2 separate regions of the Hordeum vulgare genome follow, and region 1 is linked to region 2. A link is a contact called in public Hi-C data. All regions are on one chromosome and are shown on one strand. Each heading gives the region's core, a stretch centred on a gene start, on an enhancer-like site or on the middle of the called end of the contact. The rest is flanking DNA. Distances are from core to core; before and after follow the strand shown.

Region 1 (3,856 bases), core at 706-3,205, 200 kb after region 2:
TAGCTGGTTTTGGGCCATAAGCCCATAATAGTTTGGGGGTTTAAGATGCCAAGCTCAGAAATTTCATTCATCAAATAGCTTCCATGCATTCTCATTTTGGCAAAAACTAAACTTGCACAAAATCTGCACATATATGTAACTCAAGATAAAAGTATAAAACACATATGTCAGCTGGCATATAGACAATGGATCCATAGTGCCCATCTGCCTAGTCTCATTTGCTTATTATTTTTAGTGTTAGTGGAAACACATACAGAAATGCTAGAAACAGATACAGAAGCGGATAGTGTTAAATTATGTAGGAGATAAAGATATGAAAGTAAATGTTAGCCTGACAGCAAAACAAACTTCAACTGTGCAAACAAAAACAAAAACTAGTTCAATTGGCCAAGATGGACGTAAATATACAAAAGGAACAGATTGGGATATGCTACAAGGTAGTATAAAACTGTGCATAGGTTTCTACCTTTTGCATCATAACAACAAAATACCACACACATATGTTCAAGCCGTCTCAGTTTCTGTTTATGAAAATAACTCACTGATTCCCTTTTTGCCCAGAATGGAGCTGAACCAGAAAGATTCCATAGTGTTTTCACCCTGGCAGGAAACATTCTACAGGTGCATGAAAAGACCAGTAGAACGTAATAAGCCAACTCAGGCTCAGATTGTGGTTACTGGACTGTAGTGGACCTGAGCTTATTTTATAATCTGCTGTGGACAGCATCTACGAAACTAGAGATATGTAGGTTACAGAAACAATAAAATAGACAAAAGTTGGTTGGATAAGCTGGATTATCATAATCCATCGAAATGCCAAACGCAGCCTCAATCTTCCACGATAAAAACTTGTTGGATAAGCTGGATTATCATAATCCATCGAAATGCCAAATGCAGCCTCGATCTTCCACCATACAGACTTATGACTTGGTTTGGCTTGGCTCGGCCAGGCTACCCCAATGAACTGACCGGCCAGCACACCGAAAGACATGTGATCTCAGGCTCAAAACATACACGTCAGTTTTAGATTAGGTAAGATGAAATACTGATAACTTGTAGAATGCACAGGACGGAGAGACACCATTTCAACGAGGCGCTGAAGTTGTCGGTGGGAAACTCCAACCATGGTTCAGATCTTCGTGAGATAAGTGGATTTGTGGTGTGCGTGCGGTTTGCAAGCGTAGTGATGTGCACGCGTATAGATCTCCCTTGTGATCACGGAACCGAAAATGGGCAGGGTGGAATTTCGCGCAACGAGATAAATGGGGGATTCCAGATAAGTTTAGAGCTGAGATCTTGGTAATCTATCGGCTCGAACTCCACATCAAACGGGGCACCAAATTCATGGTTGCATTCCAACCCGTAACGAGGCGAAATGGCCAACGGATCAGCAGAGGAAACATAAATCAAACGCAATCAAGCGTCCACGCCACCGAACGGGGGCCCAAATCAAACGAGCCATGCCACCAAATAAGCCTACCAAATCGGATCGAGCAATCGAACGATTGCCATGGCATCAAATGAGCCTACCAAATCGAACCGCGTCGGCCGCGCCACATTCTTCCGCGTCGCGGGTCATCGAGAGGCTAATCGCATCTGGGGATTCCAGAACAAACCAAAGCAAGCGGCACCAATCATCGACCAGAAATGAAGGAAAAAACCAACCGGCGGAGGGCGGCGTGGGCGGGTACCGCCGGCGGCTTCGGGGAGGGCGGTGTCGCCGGCGGCGGTGGAGGGATCGCCCCCCGGCTTCGTCGCGCTGGCTCGCGGGCTGTGGTCGCGCAAACGAAGCACGGCGACGTGGGGGGAACCAGGTGGGTTGGGGGTGATGTGGGGATCCCGTGCTATTATTACTCTCCCAGTGGTATATTTCTGCAAGTTTTGTCATTCGTGGACGGCCAGGGCGGCCATGGGCCATTGCCATTCCCACGGGCGCCTGCTGTTACGCACCTGAGCTTCTTTTTGCCAGGTGCCCTGGTCGAAACGCTCCGGTGCTAATATTTTTCTCACCTTTGAAAAAGACATGGAGTGAAAAATTGGTGGGTATTTAAAAATCAGGTTCTCACATTATCATGTTGTTAGAAGTTATTCAGAAACAAAACATGCACAAAACAATTGGTGTACCAGGAATTTGAACACGTAATTATCAGTTCAATTGCCAAGGAAACGCGGGAGCGGTCACATACTAGGTCTTCCGATAAATCAAAAGGTCCAAAAGAAAATTTTAAATCGGGTTCGATATAATCGAACGATCATGAATAGACCGGCTAATTTTTTCATCCCTTGTGAGGCCTTTCAACAGACTGTCTGATTTTTTCCATCCCTTATGATGGCTTTCAACGAGGATGGGATGGTTTCCTACCGCCCTCATACCGGGTGTTTTTTTTTTCTTTAAGCGATGTTGGTCTTTTAAAAACCTCTTATCATGAATAGCATTATTAGGATAACGTTGGGGATAGTAGATATTGCGTGTCAGAATTTCTTTATTCCAAAACTTTTTGAGACTCACCGCATTACTCGGTATAACCCATTGTAGTCATTAAGGTTCAAGTCTAAGGGCATATGTTCTTAGACTTGGCCCCATTGCTAGCAAAATCGTTGACAAGTGTCAAACGTCGTTCATCATATCCTTGTGGGTATTTTATCTCTCCATGAAATCATCAACGAAGTTAAGAGATCTAACAAAAATGCCATCTTGGTAAAGCCGGATTTTGAGAGAGGCTATGCTTCGCAAAGTTTTCCAGGTGGGTTTTACTCACCGCATTATGCAGATGGTCTAGGGAGGACAGACTATTATATGCATCAACCAGGAAGTGTTCCCTTTGTTTAGGAATAAATGCGGCCTTAGGCTTGGGGATCATATATACCCCCTTTGATGTTTGACATTGTTGTGGGTGCCTTATCTACTTTGTTTGTCAAGGCTCTGCAAGCGGGTCATCATTGCGACATAGTGTCGCATCTTAGGTACATTGACGATACCATGCTCATGTCCAAGCCTGATGCGTCTTCTGATGTGCTTTGAAGTTATGTCGGGAATGAAGATCGACTTCGAGAAATGTCGGGTCATGGACATGGGATGGACTAGGACGGGGCGGTCAAGGTTTTATACAAAGATTGGTCATGTATTTTTCCATGGGCTTGCTCAAGAGGAAGATCTCATACACCCCATGGAGGATGACATCAAGTGGTGATCGTCATCAAGATTGTGGCGTCCAAGTTCAAGTGGAGCACCACGAAGAGATCATGCTTGAAGCTTGTTGTCAATTATGGTGACAATGGATTTGTGAGGATGTGTCGAAGAGTGGCTCACCCATAGTGGAGATACGAGGGAGCAATCAACTAGTCTTCATTGAGCCAATGCAATCAAGAAAGGTTGTCCATCTTGAGGAAGTGTAATGCCCCAAGTGTAGGACTTTCCCTTTTTGTAACCTTCCATGTGGGACCACCTTGACTTTGTCATGAGAGTTTCTATGCATGTATGAATTCATGTGTCACCTTCTATTCTTCTTTTGCATGCATGCATCCATGCCATACCATCCTTGCCATACATTATGATTCTAAGTCCTGTTATGATTGCATGTGATCTTGCTAGGTGTGATGTTGTGGTATTGTAATTTCTGGTGTTGATGCATATGTGATGTTGGAGTGTGGAGTGTAGAAGTGGTGGTTTGGGATTTCAAAGCTCCTTGCTATTTCAAACCCTTTTCCTCCTTTTATCTCATGATCAAAATTCTATCTTCCCAAAAGTTGTTCTAAAATGTCTTGTGATTAGAGTTTATTGTGGTTATGATGATGTGTGTATTTGTTGTTTTGTTCCTTGATTTTACAGGTGCAAATAAACCCAAAACAGTAAATT
Region 2 (3,482 bases), core at 608-3,107:
AAAGGGAAGACATTCAGAGCGTTGTTCGGATCATTTTGTACCTTATATCATCGGTTCCAGGATTATATAGGACTTTCAAACTGGAAAACAGGTTGTAGGGCATTTAGTGGAAACCCTAAAATTTGATTATTATTAGGCTGATATATGTTGTTGGCAAGTTGTCAAATTAGAATTTTAAAAAAAACTTGTTTTACTTTTGTCGGCTCTCGTCGCTCCCCTGCAGCAATGCAGGCATCCACCTCACCGATTTAACACACTTTCTTGTAGGTACGCCGATGTCCACCTTACAACTCGACTGTATTGGAACCACTGGCGAGATCCCTAATCTCATCGACGCTACTGTGTCTCACCGACGAGCCACGGTAGGACCTAGCGTCCCTGCCCTTTCATTTCTATATGTTAACTGGTTTCGTATCCAACTATCCATGGATGATCGTTCAGCCATGTTGTTATATGCATCAACTTTATTTATTGTATTCCGGAATGGAGAGGCTTAGTAGAAGGCTTTTACAAAAGCTGTAGTGGTGAGTTTTCCATTTTTTTGGTGATTTGCTTGATTTATTTCAACTTACGTAATTATATTTTTCAATTTTGTATCTGTGAAGCGGCTGTGTACGACGAGAGATCAAAGTTCTGCTACGATATGCACACCTACAATTTGAAGTTCAGGAGGCTACTTTTAGGATGTGTGCCAACTGCCACAAGATAATCTGACCAATATTCACTTTGTTCTCAGATTCATGTAGCTTGCCCTTCAAAGATAAAAATGGATGGGATTGTAAGATAGTGCCACTTTAACGGGAGATGATATATCTTGGATAAGCGATAAAAGTGATTCACTTGGTATCTAGCAGGCTAATATGATATTATTCCCACCCACTTGATAAAATTATTGATCTTTCTTTCAATCTCGAGGCTAACCAATCAACCCGACAACATTGTCACTCGGCTTATCTCTTTCGCTTTCTATTTTGTACATTTAACACAAACAACATCCAAAATTTAAATGGGCATTATCACGGGCACACGCACGCCGCGCTTTTCCTGTGCTAGTAGTGTTCATATTGTTAAACACATATTTATATCCTCTGATCATGAACACAATTATGATTTGTGAGTAGTTCTATTTGTTTCTAAGAAAATATGAGAAGTCTTGTTATTAGTAATTACGTGAAGTTGGTTTCCGTTCAATGTTTTTATGATATGATATGTTGTTTTTCCTCTCGTGGTGTCGTGTGAACTTCCACTACATGACACTTTATCATGTTTGGACTTAGAGAAGATATTTTTTGAACACAATACAAACACAAGCGCTCATATAAACTTGCATACACTCACCTCTATAAATACACACACACACACCATACCTCTATGAGCACCTCCGAGAGGCTGAGTCGACATATCATCTTGAGATTTACGAAGTCATCATAGTCGCCTCGTCATCGATGGGGACGTCTCCTTTCACTGAATGTGCATCCCTGAAAATCCCGAAATAACTTCAAAAATAATACGAGCACCGGGAGTTGTACCCTGCTCGGCTGGGGATACGAGTGTTCTTCTAACCATTCAACCATAGGTTGATTCACACTCGAAAAGACATTATGAAATTAGTTTATAGATAATGGATCGCGGGAGTTACTGAAACCTAAACCTCAGTCTATGAGTTTAGTTGATCCCCTAAAAGTAATATTCCACTAACGCATTTTTTTGTTGTTGAGAAAAAGGACTAAGACATTTTATTTTTTTAGAATCAAGTCCACTAACAGCCTTGGCAAGCCGAGCCCAACCTAAATGCAGCCTTGCAACGTAAGCCCAAATTAGCCCATCCGGTGACAGTAAAATCGCTTACCTCCTTCTTCCGGAAGGGGAGGTCTGGACTCTGGACTGAGCAGTTGGTTCGCTGCTGCAAATTGTGCCGCTCACGCCGACGAGCATATCCTCCCACCGTCGCCTCCGTCTCCGGTGCCAAGGTTCGGATCGATCGATCCCTCCCTCATTTCCCCTTCCCGTTTCAGTCTGCGCGCCGGCGCCTGCTTCGTCTAGATCTGGGGGCGGCCTTAGCTCGCGGGTTCGTGCCTACGCCGTTCCTGTTTACCCGCTCGCTTGGCGGCGGCGCAGATCTGTTCGCCTGCGGCGCTCCCGTACCACGATTCGGGAGTGGTTTTCGATTCTAGGGTCGAGCCGAGCAAATGTTTGAGCGATACTGGAAGCAACCACAGTGCTACTGTTTAAGATTTGTCGCTGATTTAGTTTCTTAGAACTCGTTTGCTGATTTAGGTGGCGCTTACCTGGTCGTACCAGCAGGTCATCCGCTGACTGCTTCTAATTCGCGGCACGTTGGATTTAGTCTTTGCGTTTGGGATGCCTGGTTGGCGCAATGCAAGATGCGCTGTTACTACTGATGGATGCCGCTTTTTCCCTAGTTCCTGGAAGTTGTCTTGGCGAGCATCCGGTGCATGGGCGCTTGAGCATTTTATTTTATTCTGTGCATGGCCGCATGAGCATTCTATTTTATTCTCTCTGGGAAAACAGATAATAAACATATATGGGGAAATTTTTGCCAACAACAACAGCTTTGTTTTTCTTGTTGTTGTTGTTGGCAGAAATTTCCCCATACATGTTTATTATCTGTTTGCTTATTGTTTCGTGATGTCATGTCCTGTACACTGTTAACATGGATGGTTAAAGAACGACTATGCTTATTGTTTCGTGATGTCATGTCCTGTGCACTGTTAACATGGATGGTTAAAGAACGACTATGAATTGGTTTACATTTAGCACCTTTGGCCAGGCCTTCTTTCATTCTGCAATAAGTGTATGTTATGCTGCTTACGGAGAAATATCGAGTTATCAACTAGCCATATTGTAGTCTTATGAATTTCTGAGCAATGGAAGCCCCTCAGCAAGGGCAGTGATTGGCCTGCAGTCGACACCTTTACAAGGAGTTACAAGGACCTTGCTGCCAGTCTTATTTTAGTCTTCGATCCTCCGTGAGGCTAAGCTTTGTCGCCTGGGCTTGTTTTGTGCTGTTGTCCCAGCACGGCCTTTGCTTTTTTTGTTTTTCCTGTTTGAACCTCTTTGTTTGCTGTTGAACTTCCGTGCTTGCATGAACTTGGTTGTGCGTGGTCGTTTGCTTTATCTGTAAAGCGGGGCAATAGCCATTTTCGGCAGTCTTATGTTTATTTGGTGCTGATGTATTTGCTTGGCGTATCACCTATAGTTAGAGGAACTGACTGTTGATCTTCTTCCGTTTGGTTTCAGGTGTTAGGCAGAGGTTCCTGGGAACTGGCAATCATGGCTAAGGGCTGGATATTCTCTGCTTTGTTAGTGGTGTTTCTTGTGATGTCTCCTGCTTGTGAGGCGTTCTACTTGCCAGGTAGTTACATGCACACGTACCGGCAAGGCGAGGAGATAGGAGCAAAGGTGAACTCGCTCACGTCCATCGAGACAGAACTGCCTTTCAGCTACTACAGCCTCCCATA

Evidence for each region. A called contact is a pair of places that touch in the nucleus more often than the background predicts.
Region 1: a contact with region 2 is called in a Hi-C map of leaf, with 4 times the contacts expected there. The contact joins the promoter of LOC123401059 here to the promoter of LOC123401030 in region 2. A contact is called at or near these places in 2 of 6 Hi-C or Micro-C datasets (leaf and seedling).

What each region holds. Positions count from the first base shown.
Region 1 is chr6H:483,303,019-483,306,874 of MorexV3_pseudomolecules_assembly, forward strand. LOC123401059 (ADP-ribosylation factor GTPase-activating protein AGD12-like) reads right to left here and starts at 1,956. Exons shown (of 9, transcript XM_045094772.1): 1 at 1,666-1,956. The coding sequence starts at 1,924.
Region 2 is chr6H:483,098,453-483,101,934 of MorexV3_pseudomolecules_assembly, forward strand. It overlaps LOC123401030 (transmembrane 9 superfamily member 12-like), which reads left to right and starts at 1,858. Exons shown (of 2, transcript XM_045094745.1): 1 at 1,858-1,970; 2 at 3,262-3,482. The coding sequence starts at 3,295.